2 separate regions of the Macaca mulatta genome follow, and region 1 is linked to region 2. A link is a contact called in public Hi-C data. All regions are on one chromosome and are shown on one strand. The core of a region is the stretch at or near the end of the contact, and the rest is flanking DNA. Distances in the headings are between cores, read along the strand shown.

Evidence for each region. Hi-C and Micro-C count contacts between places; a contact is called where the count stands out from the background.
Region 1: a Hi-C map of sperm shows a contact between it and region 2, with 2.6 times the contacts expected there. The contact joins the enhancer-like site here to the promoter of KRT74 in region 2. A contact is called at or near these places in 7 of 14 Hi-C or Micro-C datasets (blood, cortical neurons, fetal cortex germinal zone and 4 more).

The regions. Positions count from the first base shown.
Region 1 is chr11:60,012,544-60,017,976 of T2T-MMU8v2.0, reverse strand. No RefSeq gene overlaps it. Among named protein-coding and RNA genes, the nearest start is that of KRT78, 24 kb to the right of the region's middle. Within about 2 kb of position 1,591, at least 19 of the 40 cell types and tissues checked have an H3K27ac peak or open chromatin away from gene starts, as enhancers often do. A contact at or near this core is called in blood, where this site is marked.
Region 2 is chr11:59,721,548-59,726,904 of T2T-MMU8v2.0, reverse strand. KRT74 (keratin 74) reads left to right here and starts at 1,263. Exons shown (of 9, transcript XM_001097399.5): 1 at 1,263-1,799; 2 at 2,436-2,650; 3 at 3,084-3,144; 4 at 3,621-3,716; 5 at 4,241-4,405; 6 at 5,074-5,199. The coding sequence starts at 1,329.

The sequences.
Region 1 (5,433 bases), core at 342-2,841, 290 kb before region 2:
CAGGTTTTCTGGGTTTGGGCTTGAGTGGGTTTGGCCAGGCCCCTGAGCTGATTTGTTCCTACAACAACTTCACATGTTCTTCTCACTCCCTCATCATCCGCTTTTTTGTGGTTCTGACTCTGTGTGTGTGTGTGTGTGTCAGTAATGACCTACACACCATTGTGTGTAATGTGTGTAATGACTCCACTGATGCCTTCATATCTGTTGGTAACAGTTCTATATATTAGGTGTGCACCACATGAAACATGCATGTGCATGTGGGCATCATTGCAATCACCCCACAGCTGGATCTGTGCACTAAGTGTGTCCAGCAGCCATTGTGGATGTGTGTGTGTGTGTGTGTCCTACAAAGTGTGCCTGGGTCGAGCTATAGGGTCCTTCCGCAGCCCCGGGATCTGGCATATCCTGTTGCATACTCCAAACCTCACATGTACTGACTCTTGGCTTCTTTCTCCTTCCCACCCCAGTGCCTCTCACAGTCCTCGGGGATCCTCCCTTGGTATGGGAAAGCCTGGGAGAAGTTGAAGGCTGGCCTCCCTGTGGAGGTAATAGAGTTTCCCCCAGGTTTGCTGTGGGGCCAGGTGGAGGCCACTCTTGGCTAAGGCACTCAGGGAGCAGCCACAGCCGTGGAAAGAGCATACACTTTAGAGCCAGAGAGCCCTGGGTTCAAATCCAGATTTGCTCACATACTGTGCCACAATGACCTTGAACCACCACCTAGGCCTCAGTTTCTCCCCCGTAAAATGGGGATTATGTTTGTTTTTGGAGTTGCTTCCTGAGAAGCATCGATAAGGTGAACGCGAAGCTCCTAGCATGGCACACATGGCCCACATGGCCCACAGTAGTCTCTGGACAATTGTGGGTCCTTTTCCCTTTTTGAGGGATCACTTGGTTGAAGAGGACTTTGCGATCTTGCTTTAAGATCACTTTGAGATCTTGTAGGCACTGCTGTAGGGACTGAGCCTGGCCTGCAGGGTAGCATCTGGCCTCTGACCTTCAGGGACCCTGGCACTGTGGAGGGAGCCAGAGCCAGAGCTGAAGAATTCCCCAGAGCTAACCCCTGACGGGCCTGTCCTGGCCTCTGTGAGACAGAGGCACTGAGCGGCTAAGCTCTTCCCCACTTCTGGGGAAGTAGGGTGTAGGGGGGCGCAGAGATGATCTTGAGTGGTGGTGGTGAGTGACACTCCAAAGAAACCAACAGGCAGATTCCAAAAAGCCACAGTCCATCGGCCGGATCCATAAAGACCTTAAGACACAGAGACACCCCCAGAAAGACAGGCACACAACCTCTCGTTTCGGAGGGACAGAAGGCCCCACCGCCCATGGACAGACACACAGTCTCCCAGAAGAACAGATACCAGATTCCCCTCCCTAGAGCGGGGCAAATTCTCCCACAGGGACAGAAACGCATTCTCCCCCTACACTCTCCTCCGCCCCCGGGGAGGACGCTAAGGGGACGGAAGGCAGGCCAGGCTCCCCTTGCTGAGTCAGGCTGTCCCGGCTTAGCGGGCGGGTCTGGGGTGGGAAGAGGCCGGGCGCCCGTCCAGCTCCAGAGGTGGGGTGCAGGATGAGTCACCGCGGAGCGGGCGCGGCTGGCGCCGCCCTGGGCCCCCGGCCTCCGTGGGAGCGCTCGGGCCCAGCCAATCCGCGGCCGCCACCCGGCCCTAGCGCTCTGCCCCGCCCCGCCGCGCCCCGCGGGCTTCCCGGTTCCCAGGGCCCCTAGCCGCCCCGAGAGACCCCTGAAGCGGCATCCAGCCAGAGCCCATGGTCTCTACTTCTGGAGAGAGGCTGTCGGTGACAGAGCACAGGGCTCTCAGGGGAACCGAGCGGAGACGTCTCAGTCCTTCTTCCAGAGGCCCCTCACCGCCACTCCCACCAGCGGGTTAGGGGCACGGGTGGCTCTGCGGGGGGTGGGAGGTAGCCTTGCTCTTCTTCCTTCTTGACCCTCTCTGAGCCCTTCCCAGATTGTCTCTACGGGACACTCAGCTCCTCCTCGAAGGAGACAGGCTGCCTTGTTTGCCAGGCTCAGGGGCACAGGGGCATTTCCTGCCACGGTCTTGACGGCAGAAGTTCTCTGTCCAGAGTCAGCAACACTACACGCTGTTGTCTGCTTCAGAAAATGCAGTCGGAATATGTCCAAGGGAAAATACAGTCAGAAAATATGCTCCGAGGGTCACTGTCCCTAAGACTCTGGTGATGCTAACTGCTGGCTGGCGCACCTGACTTGCACCTAGGCCACAAAACACCCCCCCCCCCCACAGGCACAGGTTTAGACGGTGCAGACACACAGACACACAGACAGATGTGCAGATGTTACACGATTCTCGTATATAGCTCTTTATTTTCGGGCACACAGGGAGACACATTCAACAGTAGAGGGAAGTCTCTTGGTTCTGCCTTTTACTGGTGATCTGACTTTGGGTCAATTATCGGACCTCTCCAACCCTACGTTCCTATCTGTAAAATGGGGATAGCTAGAATATCTTCCTTAAAGGATTGTCCTGAGGATTAAAGGAAACAACACCTGGAAAGTACATTGAAATAATAAATGGTAGCTATGATGATCTCCCCCACAGATATATCCATACACACACAGGCATGGACACATGCAGATTTACACACACACAAAACCTCAGACATCAATAAATGTATAGGACCAGGCACATATCAACACAGGTGTATTTGCACAAAGACACAAAGACACAAACAGACCCCCACCCCTACCATCAAGGAAAACAACAACCCCGCAACAACCATGAAAGCAAGTTTTACTGCCCAGGGTGTGATGGGAGCAGGCAGCCCAGCTGGGTCGGGGGTGGAGGCCTCCGCGTCGGGCGGTGCCCGCCCTGCTCAGGTTCCCACTCAGCCCCAGGGACAGGACACCTTCATTCTTCCAACACACCACTCTCTGTCCCCAAGAGCAGTCACCCCATCCTTTCTCCACTGTCACCTGAAATCAGGCCCTACCCTCTCCCAACAGCATGAGCTCCAGGGTGGGGGCCCCCAGGGTGGTTGTGGTTGGTGGGAGGGCACAGTGGTCTGGTTCTCTAGGGACTATTTGGGGGTCAGCAGGGGCGGTGGTGCTCTGGGTTGGTGGATTCCGGTTTTGGAAATTTGGCTGCTTGGCCTGGGAAGTAGCCCGAGGGGGACCGCCAGCCTCTGGGAATGGTCCTCTGGGCCCTGGACAGTTTTAGGCAGCTCTGCTCTACTTTGCCTTGTGCTGCTGGTCCTCAGATCTTGCCTGACCTCTGGGAGTCCCAGAGGACGGGGCCCAAGCATCCTTCCTGGAGCTGGGGTCATTTGGAAATGGTGCTCTAGAGCCAGGGAGAGCTAGAAGGCATCCCTGCTCCTGACCCTGGCAGTAAAAATCCTTTCCTGCTCAATCATAGCCACATCAGCCTGGTCTTCCAAGTAGTCTTTTCCCATTGCCCTGGTGTTTCTGCCCACAATGAACCCTCGGTTACTAGATAATCCTACTATCAGAGACTGCAAGGGACCCCCGAGGCTACTGAGTCTAGATTCAAGGTAGACAATTTCACATCTGAGGTCACACAGTGATTCTGTAGCAGCAGCAGCAGCAGGATTGAGCCTGGGGCTCCTGCCTCCCCATCCAGAGAAGCCCCGAATCTCAGGGCTCCCACCACCTCCCCCACTGCCCATTTTCACAGGGAGCAAGTTCGCGCCCCTCTCATGGACTATGTAGTCCTGAGGGCTGCTGTTGGAGACCAGAGCAAGGAGAGGCTTGGGCCCTGTCCTCTGGGACTCCCAGCGTGATAGGGGAAGAGAGTGTCAAACCCAGGCAACAGTGGAGCACCTGAACACAGCAGGCCAGGACTCTGGCACAGATTCTGGGAGGTTTATCAGGCAGTTGCCTGCAGAAAAGTTTTGAGGGAGAGGAGGAGCATGGACAGGCCTCTGGACTGTGGGGTGAGGGGTCTTGAGGGAAGGTGCCTGAAGCTTGCTCTGTCCCCTTCATAGAGTAAACTTGCTGCTTCCAGTCCCGGGGTCTAGATTCTGGGGGTTGGCCGTAGAAGACCAGGTGACTCTTTGCTTAGAATGTTGAGTACAACTGAAATGGCCCAAATGCTTCACCCAGGCCTGGATCCGATATAATGGTCCTGTAGTATGACCTCCAGGGCTGACCCCCTGGCCAAGCTCAGGGACTGATCTCCTCGGGGGAGCTGGGGAAAGCGGTGATTTCTCTGATGCCTTGCCACCCTCCATTCTCTTGCTCTGAACCAGCTCAGTCCAAGCTTCCCAGGGGCCAACTGACTCTCAATTGTGACCATGTCCTTCCTGACGGTCCTCCAGAGGACTGGGAAGCCTTCTCAAATGCCCAGGCTTTCAACAACCCCTTCCTGACTCTCAGATTTCGTGCTCCCACTCCTGCCCCCAGGGTCTGGATGAGTCAGAATGGTGGGGCTCCCAGTTGGCAAGACTCAATTTTGCTAGCTGGGAGTTTTTTTCAGGGTGCTAATTAAAAGGAGCCACCCAGAGAGAATGACTTCACTTGTTCACACACACACCCTTCTGCCCTGCCCTCCCTTCTGCCCCCATTCACACGCTGAGCCAAGGCAGGGGTGGTGGGTGGAGGGAACCCAATGGCAAAAGCGTGAGCATCTGTGTATGTCAACAAGCAAACTGCAGGCTCAGAGCATTTTTGACATTTTTTTTTCTCCTTAGTGAAATGTTGCAGTTGCTGCATTTCCCCTGCTGTTTCCCTCCCAGCTGAACTGTACAGGCAGAACTGCCTCTGGATGGGAAGCGAACTAGGTGTCTCCCAGTGGGCCCCAAATAACCCCACTATGGCGGGGAATCCCTCCCCGGCCTGACCTCAATCCCACCAGCTGCAGTCTATTCCCACTGGCGTCATCCTCTGTGGATGGGACCCCAGCTGGAGAAATCTTGGTGGGTCCACCTTCAGTACAGGCTATGTGAGGTTCTCTCCAGTTCTTCACAATCCTCTCTGTTCCCTAAATTCTTCCCTAAGTAAAAACACAATCCCTTCCAGTGCTAGCTGGCAGGATGGGGCTGTGGCACCTGGGGTAGGCACTGGTGCAGGTCCAGTGGTATCTGGATGGTGTTGCTGATGGCTGAGAGCCCCCAGATATTCCTGCTTTGATGCTTGGTACAACCCACATTGACCCCCTTTGTTTTAGCTAGTTGGGGCAGCTGTGAGTTTCTGGATTCTATCTGGCCCAGGTCGGGAGACTGCCTTCAGACTCCGGGGTGCCAGCAAGCATAGGGCGTGTTGGAGGTAAAAGGCCCAGGCTGGTGCCGCCCTGGGAGCTCGGGGGAGCCCGAGCTCACCTCTCCACCTCCTCCCTCCATTCTAGGATTGCCCTGCAGGGGTCGCCCTAAGCCAGGCTTCTAGGTGGCCAAAGCACCTACCCTCTTCAGACTCAGGGTCCTCCCTCAGGCTCCTTGACCCCC
Region 2 (5,357 bases), core at 14-2,513:
TCTTGCTCTGTCACCCAGGCTGGAGTGCAGTGGTGCAATCTGAGCTCACTGCAACCTCCGCCTCCCCGGTTCAAGTGATTCTTCGGCCTCAGCCTCCTGAGTAGCTGAAACTATAGGCATGCGCCACCACGCTTGGCTAATTTTTATGTTTTTAGTAGAGACGGGGTTTCATCATGTTAGCCAGGCTGGACTCAAACTCCTGACCTCAGGCAATCTGCTCTCCTCGGCCTCCCAAAGTGCTGGGATTACAGGTGTGAGCCACCGTGCCCAGCCCGGAAATAATTTTTTAACATTGCACTGTACCCACACTACCTGAGCTATAAAGCGGTGATACTTCCTGTTCCAAAATTGAGTGCTCCCTGAACTTGCCAGGAAACTGGCAGAACAGCCCCCCCTGAACCTGGGAGTGAAACTCAGGGGGTCCTTTTCCTTGGTGACTTCAGCTATGGGATGTTTCCCCAGGGAGTGTGGGGGCTTATGTCCCAGCTCCTGCCTGACCTACTAGAGTAGGACAGATAATCTTATCCAGGAGAGAAAATCCAACTGGAGGAAATGCAGCTGGCTGGAAATGTTCTCATCGTTGTAAGGCAATGTCAAGGTCACTACCACACAGGCCCTGCCCAACACAGAAGGCCCTAGACAATATCCTTGATAGGGGTCATGCAGATGCTGCAGAGTCGTTCCTCTTCCTTCCTGGGGTCCACTTCATTGCTAGACAGCTGTGGTCCTTAGCATGGCCCAAGGATGGACCCTGGAGCTTCTTACCCAGATCCAGATATTTGAGGACACCTTTCCAAGAAGAATCATCTTTCCATGTCTTCTTTTCCCAGACGTAAAAATTCCAGCTTCCACACAAGACCCTATAATAGGGAGATGGTTTCTTTTGGGAAGAAACCTGGGATTTTTCAGGTGAGTCTCCTCTGGGGAAAGGCAGGAATTTCCCCTGCTCCTTGCTGATAGTTAAGCAAGAAGGAGGTAACACTGGAAAAATAAAGCTAGGAGATCTCTTCAGGGGATAACTCTTTAGGTCCCTAATTAGGGAGCACAGATAAACTCCAAATTAGACCACTCCAGTCTGCAAGGGCAGCATATTCCAATTGCTATCAGAAGAGCTTTGTTGCTGCAAAGGACTTGGAGATCTCTGTTCTACAAATTGCCCATGGCTCCTGGCCCTTTAGCAGGGGAAGAGATAGTAGAGAGACGCCCTTTTCCGGTGTCCTGGGCCCAACAGGGATAAAAGGAGGCAGCACTCTGGGTGCCCCATCACTGTGTTCTCTACCCCTTGGCGACTGCTTTTCTCCAGCTCTGTCAACTCCACCTTTCCCACCATGAGTCGGCAACTGAACATCAAGTCCAGTGGTGACAAGGGCAACTTCAGTGTGCATTCGGCAGTGGTGCCGAGGAAGGCTGTGGGTAGCCTGGCCTCTTACTGTGCAGCTGGCAGAGGGGCTGGAGCTGGCTTTGGCAGTCGGAGCCTCTATAGCCTCGGAGGGAATCAGCGTATTTCTTTCAATGTGGCTGGTGGCGGCATTCAGTCTGGAGGTTACAGCTTCAGGCCTGGCTCTGGGTATGGAGGGGGCCGGGCCAGTGGCTTTGCTGGCAGTATGTTTGGCAGTGTGGCCCTGGGGCCTGCTTGTTCATCCGTGTGCCCGCCTGGGGGCATCTACCAGGTCACTGTCAACAAGAGCCTCTTGGCCCCCCTCAACGTGGAGCTGGACCCTGAGATCCAGAAGGTGCGTGCCCAGGAGCGGGAACAGATCAAGGCGCTGAATGACAAGTTCGCCTCCTTCATTGACAAGGTGGGTATCATAGGAGGAGAATGAGGCAGCCCCCTGAGGCCTGAGCAATTTTCCTGCTGCCTAGGAATGGACTGCGCATTGTGGCTGGAAAGGTGCAGCTGGGCCTCAGGAAGGGCTTCCTCATCATTAGAGAAAGAGAGTAGGTCTGTGTGCCACGGAAGACAAAAGAATACATGAATATATTGGCTTCTTTGGCGATTTTGCAGAGAAGGATGGGAAGCTGGGTAAAAAGCAGCCATTCCTTGACAAAAAAGTGATGGGTTTCTTGAGGACGGCTGATTTCCACGAACCTGAAAGGCTAATAGAATCCAGCAGTGTTCAGAGGGAAGGGCTCATAGTACAGGAAAAGACCCTTAGTTGAGACATAAGGAAGGACATCTCCTGGGACCAGGGCCAAGCAATAGAAGAAAGCTGTGGAATCTCCTTGAGTGAGTTCTCACTGATGGCTTCTCCAGAAGGCTAGGAAATCAGCACTTGTAAAGGGTCTAGTTTGTGTGGAATGTCAAGGGTGGAGAGTCAAGACGTGAGCAAAATGACTACAACAATCTATGGCAAACCTGGGGAGTCAATGGTGTGTGTCCACGGGGCATGACTGCACCCATTGTGGTTCCAGTTGTCTGTTGATTTTGGTTCCAGGTAAGGTTCCTAGAGCAGCAGAACCAGGTTCTAGAAACCAAGTGGGAGCTGCTGCAGCAGCTGGACCTGAACAACTGCAAGAAGAACCTGGAGCCCATCCTCGAGGGCTACATCAGCAACCTGCGGAAGCACCTGGAGACGCTGTCCGGGGACAGGGTGAGGCTGGACTCGGAGCTGAGAAGCATGAGGGACCTGGTGGAGGACTACAAGAAGAGGTGAGCAGGCCCCACCCGACGGTCACAGACCATGTTCCCCTTGCCTCTGGGCTCACTTGATCTCTGTGCCATTATTTTTTAGGAGATGGGTGTGTACCTTCCAGGGTCAGGAGCTCACATCCCCTTCTCTGGCTGGGGGGAAGGGCCTATCCTGTTCGATGATAACTTCCTGCCTGGTTGATAGGAAGGAGTTCCTGTGTTCCTTGACCCACTGAAAGGTTCAGTTGCTGGTGTCACCTGGGTGTTTTCCTAACATGCAAAAAGTAGGAGGCAAGTGAGGCAACTCAGGGATATCTTATTCCTGTCACTAGCTTCTTACTGCTCACCCCAGAGACCCTGCAGGGACCCTGCATCCCAAACATTTGCCTGGCCAGCAGGAAGAGAAAGTTCCTTGGCTAAGAGGGCTAAGGCTATCTTCTCTCCCTGCCGGCAGATATGAAGTGGAGATTAACCGGCGCACAGCAGCAGAGAATGAGTTTGTGGTGCTCAAAAAGGTAAGGGAGGGAAGAGCCTCCTTATTAGGGTCTCTCTCACCCCCATCTTAACAACCCTGCTCAGGACTTCAGCCCAGGTGACTGGGGAAGGGGCTGGCGCCTGGTGAGGGTGGAGCGAGTCATAGTCCTGGCCTCCAGTGAGTTGGAGAGGAAAGACACACACTCGGGAAATGGACAGAGACAGACAGAGAATTCAGGTCTGGAAACTGTGAAACTCTGGTCCAGCTCAGCCTTGCTGTGTGACCTGAGGAAACCTACTACCTCTCTGGGCTTTGTTTTCTCCAGGCATAACAGAGCTGCCACATCCTCCTTTCCCTATTCCCAAAGCTTCAGGGAGTCTGAGAAGAAATAGATATTGAGTGAGCTTTCCTTTGTAGGTGGAAAGTAGAAAATCAGGTGGCTTTGGGGCAGGGGTTGGGCAAGGCAGCTGTGGGATGAGGATTGCATCCACCAATGACTCTGGGGCCTCTTGGAAGGATGCAGATGCAGCCTACGCGGTCAAGATGGAGCTTCAGGCCAAAGTGGACTCTCTGGACAAAGACATCAAGTTCCTCAAGTGTCTGTATGATGCGGTAAGGACACTCCTGTCCCCTCACCCTCACCCTGACTGCTTCTCGACTCTTCCAGGGAGATGCCAACAGGAGAGGTTTGAGATCAACACAATGAAAGACGTTTTGGTGGAAAGGTCAAAATCCTGCACCAGGAGACCATGGAAGTGCAGGATGCTGGTCCTTGGAGGCCACACATGCAGGAGGAAATTGATCTCGACCACAATAGTGGCCTTGCCCACAGGCAGGAAAAGATAACCCAGTGAGGTCTTACAAAGCACAGACCCTTGGATTCTGCGAAATTGTGGGAAATGCATTCTTCACCCATCTGCATGTGCCCGCAGACACCTGCCGCTTGCAGGGGTTCCTGCTGCTGTGAGCTGCTCTCCCTCAGCTCTGCAGACACATCCCAGAGGTCACTTCTTCTCTCTACTTTGGCGCCGTGGATCCCAGCAGCCTATTGGGCCAGAGACCATGGGCCCAGAAGACTAATGGGGCAGAAGAGGGAAGCCGGGGGTTGCTGAGTCTGTCTTCCTCTCTCAATACAGGAGATCGCTCAGATCCAGACTCATGCCAGTGAGACCTCAGTCATCCTGTCCATGGACAACAACCGGGACCTGGACCTTGACAGCATCATCGCCGAGGTCCGCATGCATTACGAGGAGATCGCCCTGAAGAGCAAGGCCGAGGCTGAGGCCCTGTACCAGACCAAGGTGGGCACCGCACGGGTCTCCTCCCACAGCGGCCTCTCTCTTCCTGGGAAGGGTCACCTCCACAGTGAATGTGAGGAATCCTTTTGTGGGCATGCTGAATGAAAGAATGGTTCCAACCAAGGCTTCAAGGACAAAATGAATTCTCAGCAGAGCCTGTTATCAAAGATAAATCATGAAACTGGTATGGATTGAATATATGCAACAGAGAGGATCCCTCACTTCTTTCCTCCGTCCACCAACTACCTGTCCCTCTCTGTTGCATGTGAAAGAAGTGAGGTGGTAAAACAAATACAGTTATAGGAATGGGGGTGTGCTGCCACAGGGCAGAGGGAGAATCACAGACTTGCAGGAGCGTAGCCATGGGTGAATTTGGTGGGGGGCGAGTGGGAGAAGGAGAAGCCTGTAGCTCTTTCCTGATCCACACGGAAGACTTTCAAAAGGAAATGGAAGGCCGGGAGTCCTCTGAGTAATGGAACTATGCTTTGGGTAAACTGCTTTGGGGCTGTCAGGGAGAAAACTGCTTGCCTGGGCCCCCAGGACCCTGTTCCAGCACTCCTCTTCAGCTCCGTTAAATCCCACCAACAGCCAGGTGGCAGGGGTGGCTTATTTACAGGACCCTTCCCCAGTGCCCTTGTCTCATTGCCAACTTCCTATCTCTGGGAAACCAGATCCAGGAGCTGCAGCTGGCAGCCAGTCGGCATGGTGATGACCTGAAACACACCAGGAGCGAGATGGCGGAGCTGAACCGGCTCATCCAGAGGATCCGGTGTGAGATTGGGAACGTGAAGAAGCAGGTGGGCAGCAGCCCCACAAAGAACTCTCGGGTTCCACGGGAGGCTCTGGGATGAGGAAATGGGGCCTGCCCTTTGGGAACAAGCAAATCTCCCCTGCCAGGCTTAGGGGTCCCTTGGCCACCCACAGTCCCCCTTTCCCACCCTGCCTTGGTACTCCA